Regions from separate parts of the Mus musculus genome. Here all the other regions are linked to region 2. A link is a contact called in public HiChIP or PLAC-seq and Micro-C data. All regions are on one chromosome and are shown on one strand. Each heading gives the region's core, a stretch centred on a gene start, on an enhancer-like site or on the middle of the called end of the contact. The rest is flanking DNA. Distances are from core to core; before and after follow the strand shown. Region 1 overlaps Gm13605 (a long non-coding RNA gene). Region 2 holds the start of Ggta1 (glycoprotein galactosyltransferase alpha 1, 3). Region 3 has its middle 31 kb from the start of Gm13446. Region 4 has its middle 14 kb from the start of Gm39795. Region 5 overlaps Dab2ip (disabled 2 interacting protein). Region 6 holds the start of Gsn (gelsolin).

Region 1 (3,945 bases), core at 1,145-3,644, 230 kb after region 2:
GCAACCAAGACAGAAAACACAAAAGAAGATGTGCATAGGGTCAGCCTAGAGCTACTGTGTCTTCCTTGTCTGGCAGGCTGGGTTCAAGACTCATTGAGTTTTGAGAAATGGGACCGTGTGGAACAAGTTTAGGCTGGTACTGGGCAAGGGCATCCTTCTGTAGAAGCAGACGGGTCCTCCATTGCCTGTTGGTCCAGCAGTCTGTGAGCACCAGAACCTCAGCATTTTAAGTCTGTCAGGCTCCTCACTACCCATAGATTCCCTGACCCGAAAAACTTGCCTGTGTGCTGCAACAACTTCTGAGCTAAATCAAAGAGCAAGACGAAGAAGAGATGCTCTCTGTCCTTTCCCACCGTCCCTGACACACAGGCTGCAGTCTTGCTCACTGGTGACAGCTCTTATTAGCCCAGGGGTGACAGCAGTAAAACAAAGGTGAGTTCAGCCACAGACACTTTCCTGTAGCCAGTGCCCCCCCCCCTCCAAAGACTAGCACTGCTTTCCAGGGTCCCATCTCACTTCCCTAAAACTTCCTGTTCTTTGGCTAAGTGTTTTTTTTTTTTGTTTGTTTGTTTGTTTTTTTTTTAAGCCTCTGCTTCAGGCTATCACTCACTTGAGGTTTCCCTGAGAGGTGTGTCCTGTGTGTCACAGTAAACTTATTCATTTTCTCTTGTGAATTGGCTTCTGTCACAAGGGCCTGGCTCAACTCCAACCTCCTGAGGGTGGAAAGTTCTTTATCAGCAGTCCATGCACCACAGCTGGGGTGGATGTCACTATGCTAAGGGAAAGTGGCTGGAATAGCAAGCTCCTACTCCCGTGATTCCAAATGCGTGGCTTTTTCAAAAAGGCAATATATCACAGGGCCAGAGATGGAACTAGTGATTGCCAGGGGCTGGGTGAAGGGATGGCTTGACTGGGAGCTATGCTGTGACGAAACTGTTCTCTCTTGATATGGTACATTCCCAGTCACACATTTGTTAAGACTCATATAATTGTACATTAAAATGTTGTTTATTTTTCTCAATATGTATGCATGCGTGCACATATGTGCATGTATGTGCACCATATACATGCAAGTGTCTGACATAATCAGAAGAGGGTATCGGTGTGAGCTGCCTGGTATAGGTGCTAGGAACCGAACCTGAGTCCTCTGCAAGAGCAGTCAGTGCTCTTAACCACTGAGCCACCTCTCCAGCCCAACTGTATTTTACCGTATATAAGTAAAGCCTACCTGTAAAAACAAACAAACAAACAAACAAAGGCACATTCCTATAACCCCAGCCACTTAAAAGGGTGAGAAAACCATGGGGTTCAAAAGTTTGAGGCCAGCCTTGCGACTTAGAGAGACTTAGTTTCAGAGTTAGGGAAAAGGGGGAATGTGGAAGAGGGGAGATGGATGTCCGCACAGCCGCTCAGAGCCGTATGGTAGAGTACTAATTTAATATGAGGCCATGGGCTCAGACTCTAGTACCACCAAAAATGGAAAAAAGAAAGAAAGAGAGGGAGAGCAGAGAGGGGGAGAGAGGGTAAGAAAGGGGAAGGAGGGAAGGGAGGGAGAAACAGAAAGGGGAGGGGACAGAAAGGGGGGAGGGAAGAGGAAACACAGGAGTCTTAGTCAGGCTTTCTATTCCTGCACAAACATCATGACCAAGAAACAGCTGGGGAGGAAAGGGTTTATTCAGCTTATACTTTCCATATTGCTGTTGATCACCAAAGGAAGTCAGGACTGGAACTCAAGCAGGTCAGGAAGCAGGAGCTGATGCAGAGGCCATGGAGGGATGTTCTTTACTGGCTTGCTCAGCCTGCTCTCTTATAGAACCAAGACTACCAGCCCAGAGATGGCCCCACCCACAAGGGGCCTTTCACCCTTGATCACTAATTGAGAAAACGCCTTACAGTTGGATCTCATGGAGGCATTTCCCCAACTGAAGCTCCTTTCTCTGTGATAACTCCAGCCTGTGTCAAGTTGACACACAAAACTAGCCAGTCCAACAGGTACCTTGCTAATTAGTGCCCAAATCCTCTTCTTATCCTAATTAGCAGTCAATACAGATTCCTAAATCCTAGTTCTTAGAATCCATATTACCTAATAAACCCAAAGGGAATATTGCTGGTATGATTTAAGAATGTCAACATGGAAGGGTGTCCTGTAATTGCAGTCTACCCACCCCACCCCCACCCACCTCCACCCCCCTCCACCCCCACCGCGGCGGGATTACAGGTATCCTTAGAAACGGGGGGTGGGGGAGGGGGCAGAGGGAGATTTTATGAAGGAGAAAGCAGTGTGAGGACAGAGCAGAAACATTTGAAGAGTCAGAATTGCCAGACTCGGAGCTAGACAGAGGAAGGAGCCACGTGCTGAGAAATGTTACAAGAGGAATGCTACAAACCACAAAACTTGAAAAATGCATTCCGTTGCTAACCTATCAGAGGGAACACAGACTGGCCAGACTTGAATCATCTGTGTTGTTTTAAACCAAGTTTGTCGGGATTTGTTATGTGTAATAACAAGGGAGTGTACCTTTCCTCTGAAGGAACTGTGCTTTTTAAGGCTAGGCATGATGGGGTCCATGCCTGTAACCCCAGCACTAAGGAGAATCCTCGGGTCAGGGCTAACGTGGGCTTCATGGTGAGTTCAAAGTCAGAGACTCTACCTTTCAAAAGAGAGGTCAACAAAAATGAACAGATACACAGCTTGTCTGTCTTTATTAATTTTTGACTGAATCTCACTACGGAGCCCCGGGTGGCTGGCTCAGCCTCGCCTCTGGATTTAAAGATGGTCACAGCGGTGCCTGCTATTTCTAAGAATGAAGAAAAATTTCCCTTTGAATCCTCCTATCTCAGGTGCCCATTCCTAAACCAAGCACTTTTAAGAGTGATCAGGATTTCTTGCCCTTGTAGAAACCAGACCGTTCTGTCCCGAGCCTCCCAGCCCCAGACCATGAACTGTATCAGGATTATAAGAAGGAAAAAAGGCCCACTTTGAGGCTGGTGATCAACAGCACCTACCTCAAAAGTTATTTTCAGGGAAAAAAAAAATTCTCAATTTAACAAATGTTTTATATGAGTAGAAAAACAACTAAGGGGAGCTGTCAGCTCCAGTTCTCAGATCGGCCTCCTTCTTGAGCTCTCACACAGGAGAGATAGCCCGGCTGAATGCTTGAGTCACCACCATTAAGTGGGGCCCGGGACACAAAGCCATCTTCCAGATAGCCATCCCACTTGCAAGAAAGCACAACCATACAGCGTGTACTATTCATCCTTTAGAGACCTAGTGAAGTTCAGAAACCCTGAAATTCAGGTTAGCCGAAGAATCAATGAATCTTAAGTATTAGGAATTCATCTCGACAGAAGAAAGGACGGGATCCTCCCGAGGGGCTCAGCAAGCAAGAGAGAAAGCAAAACCCGGTGGCTTTCAAACCGGCTGTCATCTGGCCGTCCGCTCAAGCAGATGAAGCAAAGGTTTGTCTTTCCTGCGTTAGCCGGTTCTCTCTGACACATTATCCTACAGTTTCAGAACTGCAAAAGCCCCGAGAGTACTAATAATGCTAATTGCCGTAGATAATAATTTAAGTGGTCATTTACTGAGCATTTACTAGGATCTAGACACTGTGTGCTATCACATTTAGTCTTAAGTCTTCTCAGTGAGGTGCGTGCCAGCACCAGGCATACCTGACAGGTGCTGACACCTAAGGAAAGAGAGGGGCGAGATCTCCAAGGTACTGCTCAACGGACAGTTTGTTTATGTGGGAAAGGCTTTCTTCCTCTGAAAACTCATTAGAAAGAAATGTCATTTTACTATCTCAGGGTTTTCACTCTTTATCCTTACTGCCTCTGAGGAGATTTTTTTTCTATTTATTTGTTTGTTTGGGGTTCTATCCCAGGTCCCTGCACATGCTAAACACACGCTCTTGCCCTGAGCCCACCTTAGCACTCACAGTGGCTCTG
Region 2 (3,991 bases), core at 57-2,556:
CTTTTTCTTTTTCTTTTCTTTTTTTTTTTTTTTTGCTGGTTTCAGGCTTTTTTCTGCCTGAGTGGAGATGAAACATCACTCCTCCCACAGATGGGAAAGAGGTGCAGGTTGGGGTAAAGTGAGGGACACCCGATGCATCACACGTGCATCACGCCGGACGTTGTGTTGGGGGTGGGGGTGGGAGTGGACTCTCTAGGCTCCCACTCCTCGGGTCGGCGCACGCCACTTGCCTGCGCCCTAGGCCGCCGAGCTCTGCAGGGGCCAGAGGCGCGCACCCCACCCGACACACCCGGACAGAGCAGCGGCCGGGTCTCCTACAGCGCAGGGCGCCGCCCGCCCGCCCGCCCGCCCGCGTGGTCCCGTCTCCAGCGCAGCAGACAACACACACCCGGCCTGCTTTTGCGGATCAGGTGGGTCCCGCCGGGCGTCTGACACTGAAGCCACGCGAGGGCTTCAGTGGGGAGGAGGTGTGGGCGAGCGGGAGCGCCGCTATTCCGGCCCAGCCCTACCTCGGTCCTTGCTTTTGTCCTGGTCACTCGATCATTTCCTCTGTATCCACTTCTGAACTCTAGGCTCTGTCCCACCCTGAACAGTGTCGCTGCATCTGTTTGCTTACTGGGGTCTCCCGCCACCTTCCCTCGCTATCCGAATAGCTGATATTCAGGGCAGCACAGGGCAGCACAGGGCAGGGCAGGGCAGGGCAGGGCGAGTAGGGCAGATCAGATCCTGGGACCACCGGTACTAACCAGTGAGTGTAGAAAGCAGGAGGTGTCTTTTCCTACTGTAGTTAGGACAGGGCGGGTTGGCTCTTCTTATGGACAAGATGGAAAAGGGGTGCAGGTAGGGGCAAAGTGAGAGACACTCGAATTTGAGAGACAGACAGACTCCTAACAGTGAAGGAAGGACCAAGCCAAAATCAAGCCTGGGCAAAGTCTCAGGCACTAACTTTGCTGTGTTGGGTGATGGGAGGTAATCTCGTCACAACTTTTCAAACCACCTCGTTCCCACTGCAAGGAGACACCATCAAGTGTTTGAAGATGGCAGGGGAACCTCTCAACAAAACACACACACAAACGTTTTATTATTTTATATTTATTTTGCATGCAAAGTACTGTGTTTCATTATGGCATTTTCATACATATGCGATTGCACAAACTCTTGAAAATCATCCAAGAAACAGCAAAGCGGGAAATAATGTTGTGGGGGGGGGGCGCGGAGGAGAGAGAACAGAGACTGGAGAGAGTGCTGTCCTCCTTGCTGCGGGGGCCAGGAAGAGGCTAGGAGGGCGGGGATGTCAACGCCACTAGCTCCTCCCTCAGGAAGGACCCCAGGGACTCTTATTTTTGTAGTTTTGCTTGTCTGGGCCACTATCGGCCCCAGAACAGATCTGACTGCCTCTTTCATTCGCCCGGAGGTAGATAGGTGTGTCTTAGGAGGCTGGAGATTCTGGGTGGAGCCCTAGCCCTGCCTTTTCTTAGCTGGCTGACACCTTCCCTTGTAGACTCTTCTTGGAATGAGAAGTACCGATTCTGCTGAAGACCTCGCGCTCTCAGGCTCTGGGTAGGCAAAGGCGAGGGGGCTCGCCATGGCTCGGGTTGTCCAGGGATTGGGGCATCAGGACTACGGGAGTCTCTGCCTTTTGATAGTGCTTCCTTACAGTTATTTTTGGGAGTAGTTGCTTCTTCCTGATGGGAGCCGCGTGCGGGTCCAAGCTATCTTTTGCAAGTAACAGGTGTCTGGTGACTAAATGCAGGGCTGAACACTTCACTTGGGATTACCTGGTTCCAGGGACTTTGAGTATTGGCGCAGGCCCCAAATGGCCTAGGAGGGGTACCTGGAGACCCTGGCTCCTGCTCCTGTGATCTTACTACATAGAACCGATTCTTTTATTTCTACTTTCTGTGTTAGGAACGCCCCAAGAGGATGTTTTGGGGAGGCCTCCTGTCCCCATTCCCTGTGATTAGGGTCAGTTTTCAGTGGAATGCCTGAGATCAGAAGGCGGGAGATCAATTGATTACTGTCAATGGCCCCCTGTGGCTAAACTTTACCGGAAGCTTTCTCAGTCACAGAGCAGGAAAGGCCGCCTTGCACTGGCCATACTGACTCTGAGCAGCCATTTGCCCGGTTTCTGACACTTCTGAGCCAGGGGCTGACCATGGGTTTTATTCCCTGTGCACTTCTGGGTCTTGGTGAAACTTTTAGTGTACATGGGTCTCTTAGGTTCCCCAGCCTAACAGGATAAGCTTGGCACTGTTGGCTGGATTTATAGAGAAGGAAATCAAAGTTGGGAGAAGCCAAGTCACTGGTTTATGGGTGCTCAGGGTTTGGATTGAATCTGAGGTTGGAATGCACTCCAGCCAGCCTCTAAGGCTTGTGTGCTTCCTGTTTGTTTGTTTGGAGTGTGTGGTTTTGTTTTGTTTTGTTTTGTTTTGTTTTGTTTTGAGACAGGGTTTCTCTGTGTAGCCCTGGCTGTCCTGGAACTCATTCTGCAGACCAGGCTGGCCTCGAACTCAGAAATTCCCCTGCCTCTGCCTCCCAAGTGCTGGGATTAAAGGCGTATGCCACCACAACCTGGTTGCTCACTTTCTATTCAGCATCTCCCACCATGGCAAGAAAACGACTAAGGAACAGATGGCATGACTCTGGGGGGAAGGGCTGGGGAGAGTGGAAGGGAAGAGGTAGTGGGTGGGGCTGAGCATTTCAACAGGTGCAGTTCAGGTATAAATATTATTTTTTGAAGTGAATATGCTTTCTGATAAATAATCAGGGGTCTTTACAAGTTATTTACTAATTTTTAATTACACTCTAATTTACGTACACTAAAATACATAAACCGTAAGCATTCTTGGTTTTAATGAGTTGGAAGGTTTTTAGAGGGACAGTCCTTGTGTTTGGTCTAGGCTGGTCATTTTCTGAGAAGTGGCTGAAGTCTTGTGTGACAAAACTTTTGCCAGGGGATACAGCACACCTGTCTACTCACCTGGATAGTGAGTCCAGGGCAGACCAAAATACGGATACCACCAAAATCCAACTTGGCGGACCCCAGAGCTTTATTAATGTTATTTATGGGAATATAGGTGAGGGGTTACTTACAGAAGTATACATGACTCATGGATAGCTGTATCATCAAAGGACAGGTGACAAGTCACAAAAGCTGGGAACCTGGAGCATAGCCTTCAGATAATTCAATAGTTGGAGAGTACCCTTTCCAGGTAACTGATCTAAACCTGGTCTAGGCAGTCCAGCTGGTTTCTGCTTCTTCCAGGCAGCTGGTCTGGTCTCAGAGTCTTCTTTGCAGCTCAGCTTCTATCAGTCTGAGAGTAACTCTCAGTTTTTATTGCTTGCTCTTGTAGGGAGGGGCCTAGTGAATCTGGTCAGTTTCAGGGACTTCCTGGATCTGTTTTTTGGTTTTTTGTTTTTTTTTGTTTTTTTTTTTTTTGGTTTTTCGAGACAGGGTTTCTCTGTGTAGCCCTGGCTGTCCTGGAACTCACTCTGTAGACCAGGCTGGCCTCGAACTCAGAAATCCACCTGTCTCTGCCTCCCAAGTGCTGGGATTAAAGGTGTGCGCCACCACTGCCTGGCAGATCTAATTTTTCTTATTGTATGTGTTCTTTCCTATAATGTATCTAATTTTAATCATATGTCCACCTAGGGAGATTCTCCCTAAAAGGCTACTGGGTGGCTTAGTTTTGCCTTATTGCCCACATATTCAAAAGGCAGTTCAAGCTGGATTGGCGGTTCTGTTCTTCCTGCACTTGAATGGGAATTGTCAAAAGCTGGGTGCAGGTGAAGGGCTGAAGACTGCATAGGAGAGTAGTAGTGTGTGTATGTGTGTGTAGTGTGTGCAGGTGAAGGAACTAGGTTGTCAACTGCACTGTGGGATGCTAAACTGTCTCCTGTGCTTGTCTGCCCCAGACCAGCTTTAGGCATAGAGATTCCTGGGCTCCAGAGTCTTCTGTGTTATCAACTAGGGAGTTTCAGACTTGGTTCT
Region 3 (3,934 bases), core at 526-3,025, 130 kb before region 2:
GGGGTCTCCTTATCCCAGCACTCACAGCTGAGGGGTGGCTGAGTCCAGGCAAACTGGGAAATACGATTTTGGACAAGCCTACGTGCTGCAGTTTTAGCACAGGTCTTGGCATGGCTTAAGGCCGTCATCCTCTGGGAAGCCCCCCGACCTCCCTGCCCCACTGTCTACACCAACCACAAGGCCCTCTACAGGCAGAGCATGCTCTCTCTATAAAGGGGAAAAGAGAAAGAGGAGAGCCAAACCTCCGCCCACCTCTTCCTCACAGCTGGTGGTCTTCAACCCACACATACATGGTGCCTTCCCTCACAGCCGACAGGGGCAAAGGTGGACACAGGCTCCCGAACTTCAAGCTCCTTAAAGAACCTTTGTTAACCCCCTTCTCTCCGCACCAAATTCATTCCCTTGAAAACCCACATTCACAGATCATTTAGTTGGGCTAACTTAACCCTACCCCAACCAACCCATGTATAACCTAAAAGAAAATGAATATTATATTTAAAAAAATAAAATCTTTCAAACTCAGAGGGTCCTGCCCAGAACTTTGCTGGGGGTTGGCGTAGGGGGGCAAAAAGTATGGGAAAGAGGCGTTGGCTAGAGTATCCTATAACTGCTAAGACATCTTCTTTAAAATAAAAACGTCCCTGGGGAAGAGCAAGCAGGGACAGAGGCCCTGATGTCCATCACAGTCACATGCTTATACTGTGCACAGTACACTGTGTTCTCTCCATGTCTACTTCGAACCTAACAATCGCCCCACAAATAGGCCAGGCTGTCCCTAGTTTCTAGATGGCTACTGAGGAGGGAAGTGAGGGGTGAGGTCAGCACAAGCTGCAAATCCAGGAACAAACCCTGACCACCCTCCATTCCCAGTCCCTGGTGGCACCTTTGAGTACTCCCCAGACTCCTTTGTGGGGACAAAAAGCACCCAAGGACTGTCACAGAGCTCATTCCAAACTCAAATTAACACCTTAGTCCATGGAAAACGCAGTACCTTCCTGAGTGCTGGGTACAGAGACAGGTAAGGGATTGACACCAACTGTCCCCAGAGCCAGCAAGCTACCGACAGACAAGAGAGGGGCTTGGGGCTGACCCACTCATTCTCCTCTGTTCCCACCCTGGCTGCTCAAGGACAGTGTCAAGAGGCCGGAAGCAGAGAAAGCGACTACTGAGAGAAGGGACTCCCTGCTCACCCTGCCCTGCTTGCTACCTCTATTTCTCCTTTCACAGTCCCTCGTGAGGCCATCACACAGCTATTGGATGGACAGGACACAGCCTTATGCTGTAAGCTGTGGCGTCACAAAGACCTGTATTCAAATCCTGCCCTGGCACTTCTCCACCTGGCGACCTTGAGCAAGTCCCAAAGATCTCTCAGTCTGTTTGAGACCCAATGAGCTGATACTTAGGAAACCTAGTGTCCGGCCCGTAGGAAGTGCTCAGAAAGTGTGAGCAGCTGGTAGTTATTTGTATTATAGCTCAGAGAGGTCGGGTGCCTTGCCTGGGCTCAGACAGCCAGCACGAGGCACAGCAAGTGTTGACATTGGGTTCCAGGTCTGATCTAATCCGTTTCTTGACACAGAGCCCCTGCCCCTCTACAGGGAAGCTATGAGAAAGCATAGCCCAAATATTTATTATGCTTCAGTGGGTTCCCTAGGCCTACAGCTCATAGGCTGAGTACAAAGTCCCAACCAACAGGTTTGTTGTTCTACACACACACACACACACACACACCCCAGTAAGAGGCTCACAGTGGAAGTTCCCAAACCTTGGCATCATCCCCAGTCCAGAGGTGAGCGGTGAGCTCACGCCTGTGACTAAGCCACACTGACGCCAGGAGCCCTCTCTGGGAACCCAGAGACTTGGCTTCTAGCCCCAGAAGGAGTCACGATGCAAAACCAGGGTGCTTCCAGAGGTGGGGATCCCCAGCTCCTGTTGCTGAGATTAGGATGGTCCTGCCAAGCAGGGAGGCCTTGCAGCCAAGGGCCAACAGGGGCCTGGAGGGCAGGAGTTGAATTCCAGTTCAGACATGAACTTAGTGAAGTTTCAGGCTAGCCTGGCCTCTGATCACAGTGGTAAGGATAAGTGGGTACCAACTGCTTCTGGTGGCCCATCCGCTCAGATCCTGCTCATCTGTGACCACGGCTGAGCTGGAAGACGCTGAGCTCATGCAGGTACTGAGAAGTAGAAACTAGTGTTGAAGGAGGGGATTGGGCAGGCAGCCTGGAGAAGGCGGCGGGGAAAGGGGAAGTTAAACAAGCTAGGATTCGAGGCTGGAAGCCTGTCACACGGGAGTCCGGCAGAGGTCCCCCAGAGTCAGGCCAGGAGAGAACGCCTCTGGATACAGCCTCATCCCTGATGGCTTCCCTTCTCTCACCTCTGAGAGTGGAGATGGACAACCTAGACCACCTACTTTAAAAACTAGAAAGAGCCGAGAAACTCTTTCTGTGCCGGCTTTCCCCAAAGCTGGCTCTTCCTAGACTTCACAGGCAGCGGAAAACGAGGTCTCCTGATGTAAGGAGATGTGGGATGTGAGCAGACTTTCATACAGTCAACCTTAGAAGAGTGCCTATACCAAAGACAGAAGAAGCACTGTGTTCCTTACAGATCAGGGCACCGCCATGCTCTGTGACCCTCAAAGGCTCCCCGTCGTCCATGAAATCATATTCACAATCCCTCTGGGTTTGCTTTGTTTTAAAAACAGGGTCTCCTCTCACTCAGGCTGGCCTGGGACTCATATGGTGCCTTTCCTCAGCCTCCTGAGTTTTGAGGTCGCAGGTGTGAACTTGCAACCCCTAACCCCCAATCCTTATTACATCACTGAAGGTCCCCAATTTGGGGTCCTCATGACACTTCTCTGCCTCAGACGCGTCACCACCTCCCGGTTCCCTGACCTAGCAGGACACAGCTTTCTGCTGTTCTCTGGCCTGCAGCCTTTTCCCCTGGAGCCTAGACTCATCACTGGCCCTCCTGCCACCTTTAGCACTTGGCTGAAAAGTCTGCCTGACCCCCATCCCCTCCTCAGTCTGTGACTTGCCCTGGGTTCCTTAGAACGCAGATAAATGAGGCTGGGGACCTGCGTGGATTCTGGATGCAGTGTCTGGGTGCAGCCAGACACTGGGTGCACCTTCCCTCTGTGTACTCAGGAGAGCAGGCAGCCCAGCCCCCACCCACTTCAGCAGCAGCCGCAGAGCCACTCAAGGGAGATAATGGAGCCAGAGGGCTCTGCAGGGCTTCAAGTGTGACTCGAACCCAAGGGATTACAAGGACTATTTTTAACTCCCCACATCCTGACCGAAAAACAAATCCCTCACACACCCCGCCAATTCCTATCAGGGGGTGACAGGGCCTTTTAAGAATGTTCTCCTCCTGGAAGTAGCGCCAGCCAGTGTTGATGGCTGATGGCGGTCCCTCTGCCGGGAAAGGCCCTGAGGTCTCCGCTCCAACCACTGCCAGCTTCCACTATGTCTGGCCGGGTCTCCACAGCTCCCAGAAATAACGGTTTGCTTGTGGACACGGTTGTCATGTATTTTCCAGGATAGCCAGATGTGATCACAGCAAATGCTGAGAAAGGCCACACTCGTTCCTCTCCTTAGCCCCTCACCCAGTGCCCTCTCCTGGCCCTGGCCCTTCTCAAATAAGTGAGCCCCGCTAGAGCTCACCTCCAGGGGTCAAAGCTGAGGCACCTCTACCACAGGGAACTGGCTCTGTGGGAGCAAAGGCAGATAAACTGGGAAGGCATCTGAAAGGAACATTCATTAGCAAATATGGAGAGCTTTGCGGCTTCAAGGGTTCCTAGTTGCACAAGGGAATAGGGGGAACATTGCCCCTATCCCCCCAGTATCCACAAGACAGCTTCTCATGGCAACCAACCACCATGACCACAAGGAGATGAGAGTTTCCTCCCTCAGGCCACACTCTGCTTGTCACCAGGCCCACC
Region 4 (3,965 bases), core at 788-3,287, 200 kb after region 2:
CACAGAGCCCAGGCTAGCCCATGAAAACCCTACTCTGAATGGCATGCATCAACTGGCTTCTACTTCCTGGCCTGAAGCTCGAGAAGCCAAGTACACATGATCACAAAAAAAAAGAAGAAAAAAAGACAAAACAAAACAACAAAAAACAATGGCCCTCTCCCTTTTGCTTTGGTCCCAGGGTATTTTAAATCAGATGAGAAAACAGAAATTCCAAGAGTCTGAATGGTCTATCCTGGCAAAGTACCATGTCATCACTCCTCAAGACCCTAGGAATGGGTTGGGGCCCGGTTGGGAGAGTGCTTGCCCAGCATGGAGCTCTGGGTTCAGTCCTCAGGACTGCATGCTATCAGGCACAGTGGTGCATGACTGTAATCCTTGCTTGGGAGGTGGAGGTAAGAGTTCAGGTTATTTTCAGCAACATAGTGACTAGCCAGCCTGGGCTATAGGAAACCCTAAAAACAAACTAACAAAAAATGTAGGAAGCTGGTGTTGAAATCCTAACTTTACTCTGGAAACCAAAGCCTAGAGAGGCAAACTACTCAGGACTGAACCAGGTTCCCTCTGCTCTTTGACCTAGAATCTCAACTCTACCTTTTTCTGATACTTGGCTGTGCAAAAGATTTGTTGAGAGAATGAACTGAAGTCTAATGTTTTAGGAAAGTGGTCCCTGGATCAGAAGTCTAGAACAGCTAGACTTTAGATACCCAGCTACAGTACTCCTTCAAGAATACCATTTCCCCACCAAGTGTGCTAGGAACAGGGACCACTGTTATTCTTCCTGAGTAACAATTTGGCAAAATGTAACAAAAGCTATAAAACACATCACAACTGAGCCAGGAGCTCCATTTGTAATAATGAAGGAAGAACTCAGGGGCAAGCAGTAGCTCGGTGGGTGGAAGCATTTACTGCAAGACTCATGACCCCCAGGGTGGAGAGAATATATTCCATAAAGTTGTCTTCTGACCTCTGTTCCCCTGCCTTGGCATGTACACACACACACACACACACACACACACAAATGTAAATAAAAATTTTTAAAGAACATATTAAAAAATTGCTCACTAGGATGGACTTACTCCATGGACAGGCAATGGACAGATAACAATTATATACACATAAAAATAATGAAATAAATCTTTTTTAAGAAGGAAAATACAGGAAGGAAACATACCAAATTTTGTAGTGGTGGCAGTTATGGATAGTTCTTTGGTTTTGTTTAGTTGGTTTTGGTTTTATCCTTTAAAAGAAATTCATTTTCCAAATTTTCTATCACAAGCTCTTGTTACCATGAGGAAGGAAGGCCCATGAAGAGATGAAGCACATCCCCCAGTCAGGCCACTAAGCCACCCTGCAAATTTAATTAGTATTTACTCAGCCCAGCCCAGCCACAGCCACAGCCTCTACAACAGAGAAATCAAGAGCCCCACCCTCAAGGCTGACTTACATGGAATATATATATCTTTTGCTTGATAAGTACTTGAACCAAATGATAGATCTGTTGAGGTTGGAAAGTAACGAGACACCCTTTGCTTAACCAACTTAGCAAAATAAAGGAAGCCCACTCCCTCCAGCCAGGCTCCCTCATAACAGTTTCCCACCAGGCTCCATGGCTCAGACCCTTCTGGAGTCTTCTCAAAAAAGCCAGATTAGGAGAGACAATAACCAGAAAAAATAAAAAAATAACAAAACAAAGCCGAAAACTGATCAGATATGTTGGGACACAATTTTAATACCAGCATTCAGGAGCAGAGGCAAGTGGATCTCTCTAAGTTCCGGGCCAGCCTGATCTACAGAGTGAGTTTTAGGATAGCTGGAGTCCATTAAAAAAGCACGCCGGCACCAAACCTTACCCTTCGTTTTGTCAGCGCACAGACAGGGACCCCAACCCAGGCTTTTAGCTGCCTAGCCTCACCCACCACACCCTCTGCTTTTCTCTCCCCTACCCTGCAATTGCCCCTGTGGTCCAAGGCAGGGCAGGAGCAAGTAGGCACGTCTCTCAAGAAGAGGGGGAGGGGAAGTCAGAGGCAGAAGGAACTAAGCCTGCCTGTGGTCTCCAAGTTCACAAACCACATCAGGCTGAAATATGACACACGCTCATTCAGCTGGAAGGAAGGAGATATTTTTACTTAACCTCCCTCGGCTGCCTAAACATTGATGGCCCAGCTACCCCCACCCCCACCCCCCACCACCACACGTAACTCCTGGGACCCGCTTTTCTCTGCTTCAGCCCACATTTTCTTACAAGGTAACAGGGCGACTCCCTTTCCAGCGCTTCTTGGGGATGTCTAAGAGTTTGTCAAACAGTAGAAAGGAAGAATGCAGTTCTGGCTGGGTGCCCAGCTAACAAAAGACCTTGCCTGGGTCCAGGAGCATTAATTTCCTAAAAATAGATAGGAGACTGATCCACACTCTGCAGACCTGTTGATGGTAAAGAACATATGTGTTTATAAATAGTCCCGAGGCCTCTCCAGCGTTCCCGAACTGTGCATGCCAAGGCCCCAGCACACATGTAACAGCTGCAGGCGAGGGCAGGGGAGGGGGGAGGCACATCTGTATCTCCAGGGCTGAAGTCAGGGGACTAGAGAGACCCGTAGATCCCTGGAGCTCCTTGGCCAGTCAGCCTACTGAATTGCTGAACACCAGGTTCACAGAGGGGCCAGAGAAATGGCTAAGCAGAGTGACCACTTCCTACACACACCTGATGACCAGAGTTTGGTTCCCAGGACCCAAGTAAAGGTGGAAAGGGAGATGGACTCTACAAAGCTGTTCTCAGACTTCCATGTGTGTGCCCACACACATATATCACACACCCACACAGTAATAATAAATTAATAGCAAATACAAACGTAATAAAAAATAAAGTAAAAAGTGATAGGAGATGTTTGGAATTGACCTCTGGCCTCTGTGAATGCACTGATGGATGCACACCAGAGTACACACATGCACACACGTGCACACACACACATACACACACACACACACACCTAAGCTATCACTTGTAATTTCTCTTTCATTCTCTTGCCCTCTAACTTATCACCTCCAGTCAGCAAATACTCAAAAATTGTGGGCTGGGGCCAGAAGAGTTTCCTTGAAGAAAACCAGAGATCAATGTCTCAGCAAAGCGCTACAGGCCTGAATGATACCATCTCTATGGCCAGACAACATGTCATCTAAGAGCCAAATTTCCCTTCTGGAGTTAGGGGGAGGAACCCACAGGCTCCAGATGACCAGGAAACACCACGTCCTCCCTCCTGTGTACAGTTCTCCCTGTAACAGTGCGTGTCCTTGCACAGACCACTGTTCACAGTGGGACAACCAAGACAAGGCAGCCTATGTGACTGACTGTCCCTCGATTCATAGCTATAGTCTCTTTTAATTTAGAATTATTTTCTTAAGAAGAAAAACAGCAACAGGGAGACACTAACCGTAACAGTATCTACCTGCGAGCTTCGCCTCATCTGTTTTCAGATAAAATGTCCAGCTCCCATAAACCTGAAGCTGAGTTTCCAGGATCTGCCATTGATCTGCCCAGCAGGCATTGCTCTGGGTTGGATCTGCCTGCTGACTACCAGGCCACCTCCTCAGGGCCTCCCCATGAACTCCCACCTCAGTCACTGCGTCAATGAGAGTTCTTGGTCACTGCCCTGGTGACAAACTTGTCCCAGTATCCTTGTCAGTTCTGCCTTCACCTAACACTCTCAGTCCCAGGACTCCAACCCTGTGCCCTCCATTCTAGTCATGAAGGATGCTCAGTGCCTTTGCACAAGCTTCCCTGCTTCTTAGAATAGCTCCTTCCCCAGCCCTCTTCCCCTGGCAAACTGTTACTCATTTCCAAGGCCTGGCTCACCCAGACACAATTAGTCACCCGCTCTTACATGGCTGAAGAAACTATCACCTAGATGTGTCAAGATTAGAAGTTTAGGGAGCTCTCCTTAGGGCTCCTGGGCCCCTCCAAGGTCAGGACC
Region 5 (4,153 bases), core at 864-3,363, 200 kb before region 2:
TTTTTGGTGCGGGCTTCCCAGCGGTGGAAGGTAAACACGACATGCATGCCGCTTGCTCTCAAGAGGGCAGACACACTCAGAGACCTGGGCTGCCTGCTTTCTCTCCTGCTCCCGGACAACCGCCACATGCACACAAAATGGGGTACGTACACAAGCCCCCGCATGCGAGAACAGAGGGTCCGGACCCCTGCCAGGGAAAGCGCAGAGAAGGGCATGTTCTTTGGGGGAGACAGCCGGAGGTGGGGGCCGGAGAGGAAGGCAGCAAACCGGGTGGCCTGCCGCCCAGACAGACAATAATAACAAAGATGGGAATGGAGATGGAGATTTTCAAAGACGCAGTGGCTGCACCCAGCACCGAGCTCTGGCCTGGATGCATCTTCCTGCCAGGGAACGCCTGGTCCCCTGGGGCACCATAGCCATCAGTGAAAGGTTGGGGGTGGGGGGTCCTGCCTTAGGCTGGGCTTGGCAGCCGGGGCGGGAAGCCAGGTGCAGACAGTGGTGGGGATGCACTGAAGAACAGCTCTAGGCTGATGGAAGGTCTAGTGGTTCTAATTGGGATGTGGGAGGGGTGCCCTGGGGTAGATGTTAGGTGTCAGTTAAACGTCACACCACCTTGGGCAGGAGTTAGGATAACTTGGACTCCTTGCTTGCTGGAACCAAGGAGGAAAGGAAAGACATTATCATTCAACCTGTGCCTCCCACACAAGAAGTGCCAACTCGCCAATGGTAAAACGGACACAGACCCGGGAAGGCAGATGCCAGGAGCCTAAGATGTTGGGGCTGAATGCTGAAAAGGCTCCTTGGAGCCTACTGGTTCCTTCACCTCCACGACACGTTCTAACTGGCACAGGAATCCATCACTGCTTGTGCCTAAGTGGAAAGGTGCCTGTGGCTGACACGACTCAAGGATGCGAACCAGGGCCCCCAGAGGCTGTGCCCGCCCAGTGCCCCCGCACGGACAGGATGGCTTGCCCTTGCGAGCTGAAGCCTGCACGTTGCCAGTGACTCCAAAGCAGGCTCAACAACCTCCTCCCCTCCCCTTCGCCCCACAAGCCACCTCCCCCTGGAATTTCCACACCTGCTCTCAGCTTGCCCAGAAGGAAGCAGGGAACAGAAGACACCCCTGGGAGCGGGAGGTAAAGAAGGGGAGCAGCTGCCCAGACTGTAGGGGGAAGGCCCATTTTCCCGGGTCTTAGGTTATACCCATTAACCGAGCGCCTGGCCACTGCCTGCTCGGCTCGCCCCAGCCCCCAGCGGAGCACGTGCCCTACTTAGCGCAGATGTGCCCCCTAAGCGGCCCAGCCCCCTGCTCCTCCCCTCCAGATGTTCACCCTTTTCCGCGCCACGAGCGCTGCCGGGTCTGGGCAAAAACCAGCCGAAAATGCCTTTTGTATCGGACAGCGAGGGACTCGGTAGGCCGGGGATGGGTCCTGAGGGTGGAGGCACCACTTCCGTCCCTACCTCTAGGCACAGCACTGCTCAGAAAACAATGCCCACCTCGGCCAGGCGAGGCAGGACCCCACATGCCCGAGAGGGCACTTGCTGCCCGGCCTCACCCCGGACCTCCAGCACCCTCCTAGGTGCGCCGGTGAAAGCAACGAAGGGTACAGTCCCGGTCCCCCAGCACGACGGGGGCCCCGTTCCCGGAGTTCCCGGAGGCTGGCGAGGCGTCACTCCCGCGGGAGAGTGCCCTGCCCGGCTCCGGCTTTGTCCCCGCGCCCTCGGGGCGCAGCCGGGGCGGCGACGGGCTCACCTCTCATTGTCCGCGGCGGCGGCGGCTGCGCTCCGGAACCCCGGCAGGATGTGGCGGAAGCTGTGGTTGCGGTCCAGTTTGGGCTGGCTCTTGGTGCGCTTGATGGAGCCCTTGAGGCGGCGGCTGAGGAAGCCCTGCGCGCGGGGCGACAAGAGGGGGAAGGGGAGGCGGGGTTAGCGCGGCGGCGGCGGGCCGGGACCCGCACCCTCGCGGCCCACGGCGGGCCGGGCTCGGCCCCAGCAGCTCGCGGCCCGCGCCGCCGCCCGCCCGCCGACCGAGCGCCGACGGCCCGGCCCGCGCAGCGCGGCCCAGCCCACCCCGCGCCGCCCGCCGGCCGGCCCAGCCCGCCACGTCGCCCCCGCCCCTAAGCCGCCGTTGCCATGGCGACAGAGCCGAGTGCCTCCGACCGTGGCCGAGGATGCCCGAGCCCCCCCCTCCGCCCCCGGCGCTGAGAGGGAAGGGCGGCAAGGCTGGGGGGTGGGGGCGGGTTGAGTGGCTTGCGCCACCAACAGCCCCTCACCTCACCTTCCTCTGCAACCAGGCCACACCCCCCAACCTCCAGGAGGATTCCTCACACCCCGCCCCGTCGGGGGGACTGACAGGAGCGGTTACTCAGATGAAGGAAAGAAACTAAGGCTGGGAGAGCAGGTCCTCCAAACGGCCAGCGCGCCTACTAGCACTCTGGCCATCTAGACCCCCTAAGGCGGACAGGCAATGGCTGGATGTCAGGATGGAGGCTGAAACGCTTGGATCCCCCCCCCCAAAAAAAACAATCCCCATAGGTACAGGATCCTCTAGTGACCCCTTAAGGAGGGGCCCAAGGTGTTGAAGGGTTTGCTGAGTGTCCCCAATTTGGGGACACCTGTCTCAGATCATGCATGGATTCACCAGCCATTCCCAGCTCACCACCTCACCCCACTCAGAGCTTCTGGACTAATGAAGAGGCAGGTGAGGAGCCAGGCCTCAGTACCTGCAGGTTGGACAGAACACACTTGACAGATGATGAGTAGATGTGAGGCTCAAGGGGAGCTGGCTAGTTTTATGTAAACTTGATACAGGTAAGTCATTTGAGAGGAGAAACTCCCAATTAAGAAAATGCCTCCATATGATCCAGCTGTAGGGCATTTTCTTATTTAAGGATTGATGTGTAAGGACACAGCTATTGTGAGTGAGGCCACTCCTGGGCTGGTGGTCCCAAGTTCTATAAGAAAGCAGGCTGAGCAAGCCAAGGGGAGCAAGCCACTAAGCAGCACCCCTCCATGGCTTCTGCATCAACCCCTGCCTCCAGGTTCCCACCTTGTTTGAATTCCTATCCTGACTTCCTCCAATAATGAACTAAGGTATGGAAGTGTGAACTGAATAAACCCTTTCCTTATCATGTTACTTTGTCATGGTTTCTCCTAATCCTAGCATTAGGAATTCTAAGACACTGGGCTCAGAATCTGCAAGCGCCTTGAGGGAGAAGAACTGAGAACTGGAACTCCCTGAGGAAGGCTTGTACAGAAGGGGTGCTGGAACCCAGCCACTCAGCCTTGATTCTGGGTGACCCGAGGACAGACATAAAGGGGTGTTAACTTATTTTGAAATCGGTGTTGTCATTGTGATCTGAATTTTGAAGTTTTTCCATCGTAGGAGGGGTGGGGCTGATAGAAGGTCAGGTGCTGCAGCACCACCTCTTGGACATGACAACCTCAAAAATGGGCTGAATAAATCCTCTTATGTCACCAGCACACAGGCAAAACACCAGAAAACCCTTATCTGCAAACTTTATTTGCAGAGAGATGAGGTTATCCTCCAAGGACACCCAGCTCTGAGAGCTATTGCCAGAGCTGTTCCCACAGGACACACCCTCTTTTACAATGCCCAAGCTATCCCTCCTCCTGCCCTTTCCCCTCTACATTTCCTTCCTCTTCAACCTCTCCCATCCATCGTTGATCTCTTCCTGTTGTCACCTGTCAGCATTCCACATGTCCTTCTAGGCCAACTAAAATGTCACCTCACCCAAAGACCTTCCCAGGTAGTAGTGCCAAATACACCTGACCCCTGTACCCACATCCAGGTTTTCTTTTTTGTTTGTTTTTGTTTTTTTCAAGACAGGGTTTCTCTGTGTAGGGTTTCTCTGGCTGTCCACTTTGTAGACCAGAAATCCCCCTGCCTCTGCCTCCCGAGTGCTGGGATTAAAGGTGTGCGACACCATGCCCGGCCACATCCAGGTTTTCAAACGCTGTGCAGCTCAATAAAACCTCTTGATTTAAGGGGTAGATTGGAGGGACCCTTCTCCAAAGGTGTAATCCACAGGCAAGACAATGCAGACTAAGGGAGGTCAAAGCTCCTAGGGAACAGCAGGCAGGCAGGGGCCTAGACCTCCATATAAACCCTGGGCTCTCCCAACTCAGCCCT
Region 6 (3,854 bases), core at 1,041-3,540, 180 kb after region 2:
GAAACATGAGGGTAGCATGAGACTGGCTTCTAGAAGGTAGTCTTGGCCCTCTGGGGAGGAGGCATGCAGAGCCAACAGCTCTACTCTGACCTGGCTATAGATATTGAGCTAGTCCCTCCCTGCTTTTCAAGAGCCTGAGTTACTCCATCTGTATAATAAGGAGACCTTAAAACAAACAGAACAGAGCCAGTGTTAAAGACTCTAGGCTCCTAGCTGGGAAGAGAAAATGAGGGAGTGATTGGAGCTGATCCAAGAAAGCACAGGGGTGGTGGTAGGGGGAGGGATTTGGGGTCTCCATGACATCTACAAAACTTGTTTGTCCTCTTGAGGAAGCATAGCGGTCAACATGACCATTCTATAGAAAAAACCACTGGTGAGCTGCAGAAGGGTAGATCACAGGTCAAAGGGCAGAGCTGGGATCTGAACCTGTACAGGCTGGCTCTAGAGCGGTGTCATGGAAACCACTAACAAAGGCCTGGTGTAGAGAGTACTCAGTTCAGGTATATCCATACAGTTGGGGGTCGGGGATGGGGAGGGGCTAAGCAGGAGCACTCCCTCACCCAGCCAATAGTGGAGGTCATACTGCAGATTCCCATTCCTCAGCTGCACAGTCTTTAGGATGACATAGGCATCACCCGTGAAGAAGTCTCCATAGAGGTTGGGGGGCACAGGCACCAGGTCAAACTTCTCCACACGCCAGATCTGCAGGCCAGGCTCCTTCCCTGCCTTCAGGAATTCGGGGTGCTCCACCACCATAGTGCTGGGCTGCAGAGAGACAGGACAGAACCTGAGCAGAAGTGTGGGTCTCAGCAAGGAGAGACCCCAGGCATGAGGGAGGGCAGCTTCGAGCTCTCCCTGTGCTAGAGGAGAATCAACCCCTTTCTGGGAGTTTCTGGCCAGGCCAGGCTGTCTTCCTTTCTGCTCTCCTAGTTGGTGATATGACAGAGGAGGCAGAGAGCTCCCTCCCTTTTGGGGAGATAGCTAAGGCACAAAGAGGCAGGCTGTCTTTCAGGGGCCCCCATTTGGGAGACAACATAGAGGGATAGCCCTGGACTCCAAAGGCACTCTCTGCCCCTATGGATAGACACTCCCAGATAGCAGTGGCAAATCTCTCAGTCCCCAGTGACTCTGCATGCTCTCTTCCAGAACCTTTGTGGCTTAGGACGCATTATCCACCCCTACTCTGCAAATGGGGAAACAGGACCAAAGGGCAAGGGGCCCGATCCTAGGTCCCGTGGTTGGTTTTGCTCCTTGGAAGGGGAAGGATCATCACAGCCCACTAAGGACTGGCTTAGTGGGCCCAAGTGGCCTCCTGAGCTGTCTGCCTCCTCCCTCCTGCCCCGCCCCCAGCATCCCACCCACCAAATTTCCACATCTTGGGAAAGGGGGAAGGAATGGAGCCTGAAGTCTGCAGGGGGAACCTGTTAGGAGAAGGTTTGAGGGTGGGAAAGGCTGCCAGACATGCTCTGTAGGTGCCAATGGGACAGACGGTTAGGTTTGCGCCCAAGGAGGGATGTCAGCAGGTCACCTCAGACAGAGGAAGGTCTGGTTGGAACAAAAAGCAGGCAGAAGTCAGAAGCGATTGGGGAGAAAAACTCAGGTAGTGGAGAGTAGAGAACAGAAAGGGCAGACAAGTGGGAGGGGTCGGGCAGGGGAGGAGACCACAATCAGGGTAGAGAGAAGAGAATAAAATAACAGTCCTGTCCAGAGGCTTTCAAAGGGGAAACCGAACGGGAGGGGACAGACAAACAGCAAACAGCAAACGCAGAGGACTCTGAGAAAGACCAGCAAGAAGGGCAGTAGTTAGACATGATAAAGGAGATGGGATCCAAATCAGTAGTGGGGAAAGATCCGGCCAAGGTGAGGTTAGCCTGCAGGAAGGAAAGAGCTTTGGCCCCGGCCCCCGAACCCCGCCCCCAGGAGCCCCGAAGCAGCAAGACATACTTACAAAGCAACAAAACAGTTTTTCCATTCTACACCTGAATTACTCCCCTTTTCCTAGCGCTGTATCTGCAAGAACTTACAATAGACAATTACTCGGGGAGCCCCGGGGACCCCGGGCACTCACCCGCGCCTCAGACACCCGACTTTGGGGCGCCCTCTCTTGGGCCCTGCCCCGTGATGTGGTGGCTGCATGGGAAGGCGACAGTGCGCACAGCGCCAGGAGGAGCAGCGCGCAGAGCAGTGAAGAGCGGTACGGAGCCATGGCGACGGTGAGGACCCAGGCTGCGGCCGCGGACCCTTGGTCGCCCCAACCTTTAAGTAACCGGCCGTCCCATCCCGCCCTAGCTGAGGACCGCCCAGCAGGGAGGGCCTTGCGGCCCGCGGGGGAGGCGGGTATCTGTCCGGGATCTCTGAGACATCTGGGTTCCCTTCCCACTGGGACCAACCCGACTGGGTGCGGTCGCCCCTTGGACCCTAGTTTCCAATCAGAAGATCCGGCCTGTGGTCTGACATATAACAGATGCTAACTCAGTGAGAGTTTTTCTGGGGCCCGTTCAACCGCCTTCTTATTGGTCCAATAAGCAGATCCAACAAAAACTAACCAAAACAACAAAAAACACCTAGCATGAACTAACAAGTTCATGGCGGTTTCCAACTCAAGTACTCTTTTTGGATTGTTCTCCCCTCCCCCCAGTGACATTTTTTCTTTCTTTCTGTTTTGTTATTGTTATTTTGAGCAAATCTTAGTTTGTTGTACAAAGTTCTTGCCTGTTGACTGGTTGCCCCTGCCCAGGGCAATACTTGTATCCATCTCCTTTAAAGGATAACACCTCCATTTCCTTCTGCAACCTTTTCCCCCCACCTCCCCGCCCCATTTCAGGCCCTCTCCTTCCCTCGCTCCTCATCACTGGGAAATGTGGACCTAAGTTAAACTACTAAGTACCACCTACTATGTCTCCTAGAGGTTGCAGAGGGTTAGATCAGGCCTGCTCAGATAGCCTGGTCTGCAGGAGGCAATGCATCGCTGTCCCAGCTCCCTTGGGAGCCTACATAGCATGACTTCTATCTAACTTTGCTGTCTCCCTCCCCAGTTTCTTCCCACTTAAGGGGAAACAGTTCACAGCTAAGAGAACACAGAGAACAGCTGAGACTGAAGGTTATGGGGACTTCAGATGGCCTGGGTCTTGTCGCAGGGGAGACTGAGAACATTTCCAGGGGAGGGAACAGCATATAGGCAGAGGGCAAGCAAACACAGGCCATGCCCAGTAAATAGCTAGGATCTGATTTACAGGGGGGCAAGGCAAGAAAGGTGAGTACCCCTAGAAATGGGATTTTATCAGGTGTTTGTAGAGGCCTTGAATTCTCTGGGCTCCATGGTCTAGGAAGCCCACCTTCAAGCCTGTGTAGCCTACAGTGGGCTGCCCTGGGCACAACTCAGGGAGGTGATTAAAGCCCACACTGCTTGCAGGAACATTTCTGGAAGCATAAGCCATTTTCACCTCTCTAGATAGAAAGTAGATTGTGCATATTCAAGACACATAATACAACATTCCCTACAGAGCTGCTTGCAATGGACAAGGATATGCATTGAAGCATTGTTCAAAGAGAATTGGAAATGACCCAAATGCCCTGGGGACATAAGTGATGGGACTGTCACACAATGGACCACAAAGCAACTGTGAAAAGAAAAAGAAGTCAGAGCCAGTTGTGCCTGGTAGCACATAGTAGGCACTCAGTAGGCATGGAGAGACCTCCAGGTGCCAGAAGCAAATTGCACAATGATGTCTCTTCCTTTCTATAAGGAAAGAATCTGCAGTTGATGCACAAACCCTTGCAAAGTCAGTAAACGCTGCACTGTTAAAGCTATCACTTCGACTAGGAGAGAGACGTCACCTTGGACACTGCCGTGG

What was found. Hi-C and Micro-C count contacts between places; a contact is called where the count stands out from the background. HiChIP or PLAC-seq counts read pairs in DNA pulled down with a chosen protein or histone mark.
Region 1: a FOXA1 HiChIP or PLAC-seq map of pancreatic cancer cells shows a contact between it and region 2. The contact joins the enhancer-like site here to the promoter of Ggta1 in region 2. A contact is called at or near these places in 1 of 39 promoter capture datasets (macrophages), 3 of 115 datasets of contacts at active chromatin or transcription factors (the SCID.adh cell line, embryonic stem cells and pancreatic cancer cells) and 1 of 9 other capture datasets (liver).
Region 3: a contact with region 2 is called in an HNF4G HiChIP or PLAC-seq map of pancreatic cancer cells. The contact joins the enhancer-like site here to the promoter of Ggta1 in region 2. A contact is called at or near these places in 3 of 484 Hi-C or Micro-C datasets (embryonic stem cells, muscle stem cells and nephron progenitors), 3 of 115 datasets of contacts at active chromatin or transcription factors (embryonic stem cells, extraembryonic endoderm stem cells and pancreatic cancer cells) and 3 of 9 other capture datasets (adipose tissue, liver and pancreatic islet).
Region 4: a contact with region 2 is called in an H3K4me3 HiChIP or PLAC-seq map of the SCID.adh cell line, with 10 read pairs. The contact joins the enhancer-like site here to the promoter of Ggta1 in region 2. A contact is called at or near these places in 5 of 39 promoter capture datasets (the C10 cell line, cranial neural crest, embryonic stem cells and 2 more), 2 of 484 Hi-C or Micro-C datasets (embryonic stem cells and muscle stem cells), 8 of 115 datasets of contacts at active chromatin or transcription factors (the SCID.adh cell line, double positive thymocytes, effector CD8 T cells and 5 more) and 1 of 9 other capture datasets (liver).
Region 5: a Micro-C map of embryonic stem cells shows a contact between it and region 2, with 3 times the contacts expected there. The contact joins the enhancer-like site here to the promoter of Ggta1 in region 2. A contact is called at or near these places in 3 of 484 Hi-C or Micro-C datasets (all in embryonic stem cells), 1 of 115 datasets of contacts at active chromatin or transcription factors (pancreatic cancer cells) and 3 of 9 other capture datasets (adipose tissue, liver and pancreatic islet).
Region 6: a contact with region 2 is called in an H3K4me3 HiChIP or PLAC-seq map of embryonic stem cells, with 17 read pairs. The contact joins the promoter of Gsn here to the promoter of Ggta1 in region 2. A contact is called at or near these places in 1 of 15 datasets of contacts at CTCF or cohesin (large pre-B cells), 1 of 484 Hi-C or Micro-C datasets (pre-megakaryocyte-erythroid progenitors), 11 of 115 datasets of contacts at active chromatin or transcription factors (the 230-238 cell line, CD8 T cells, the SCID.adh cell line and 6 more) and 2 of 9 other capture datasets (adipose tissue and liver).

Annotation. Positions count from the first base shown.
Region 1 is chr2:35,228,845-35,232,789 of GRCm38.p6, reverse strand. All of the region lies in intron 2 of Gm13605 (a long non-coding RNA gene), which reads right to left. Among named protein-coding and RNA genes, the nearest start is that of Gm52553, 4.8 kb to the right of the region's middle. Within about 2 kb of position 2,394, at least 59 of the 459 cell types and tissues checked have an H3K27ac peak or open chromatin away from gene starts, as enhancers often do. A contact at or near this core is called in macrophages and pancreatic cancer cells, where this site is marked.
Region 2 is chr2:35,458,764-35,462,754 of GRCm38.p6, reverse strand. It overlaps Ggta1 (glycoprotein galactosyltransferase alpha 1, 3), which reads left to right and starts at 1,306. Exons shown (of 8, transcript NM_001145821.2): 1 at 1,306-1,560.
Region 3 is chr2:35,587,887-35,591,820 of GRCm38.p6, reverse strand. It overlaps a transcript of Dab2ip not described here. Among named protein-coding and RNA genes, the nearest start is that of Gm13446, 31 kb to the right of the region's middle. Within about 2 kb of position 1,775, at least 60 of the 459 cell types and tissues checked have an H3K27ac peak or open chromatin away from gene starts, as enhancers often do. A contact at or near this core is called in adipose tissue and pancreatic cancer cells, where this site is marked.
Region 4 is chr2:35,257,978-35,261,942 of GRCm38.p6, reverse strand. It overlaps a transcript of Gsn not described here. Among named protein-coding and RNA genes, the nearest start is that of Gm39795, 14 kb to the left of the region's middle. Within about 2 kb of position 2,037, at least 86 of the 459 cell types and tissues checked have an H3K27ac peak or open chromatin away from gene starts, as enhancers often do. A contact at or near this core is called in the SCID.adh cell line, memory CD8 T cells and pre-B cells, where this site is marked.
Region 5 is chr2:35,659,226-35,663,378 of GRCm38.p6, reverse strand. It overlaps Dab2ip (disabled 2 interacting protein), which reads right to left. Exons shown (of 16, transcript NM_001114124.2): 3 at 1,754-1,887. Among named protein-coding and RNA genes, the nearest start is that of Dab2ip, 39 kb to the right of the region's middle. Within about 2 kb of position 2,113, at least 258 of the 459 cell types and tissues checked have an H3K27ac peak or open chromatin away from gene starts, as enhancers often do. A contact at or near this core is called in embryonic stem cells, liver, pancreatic cancer cells and 1 more, where this site is marked.
Region 6 is chr2:35,280,816-35,284,669 of GRCm38.p6, reverse strand. It overlaps Gsn (gelsolin), which reads right to left and starts at 2,290. Exons shown (of 17, transcript NM_146120.4): 1 at 2,069-2,290; 2 at 561-765. The coding sequence starts at 2,206.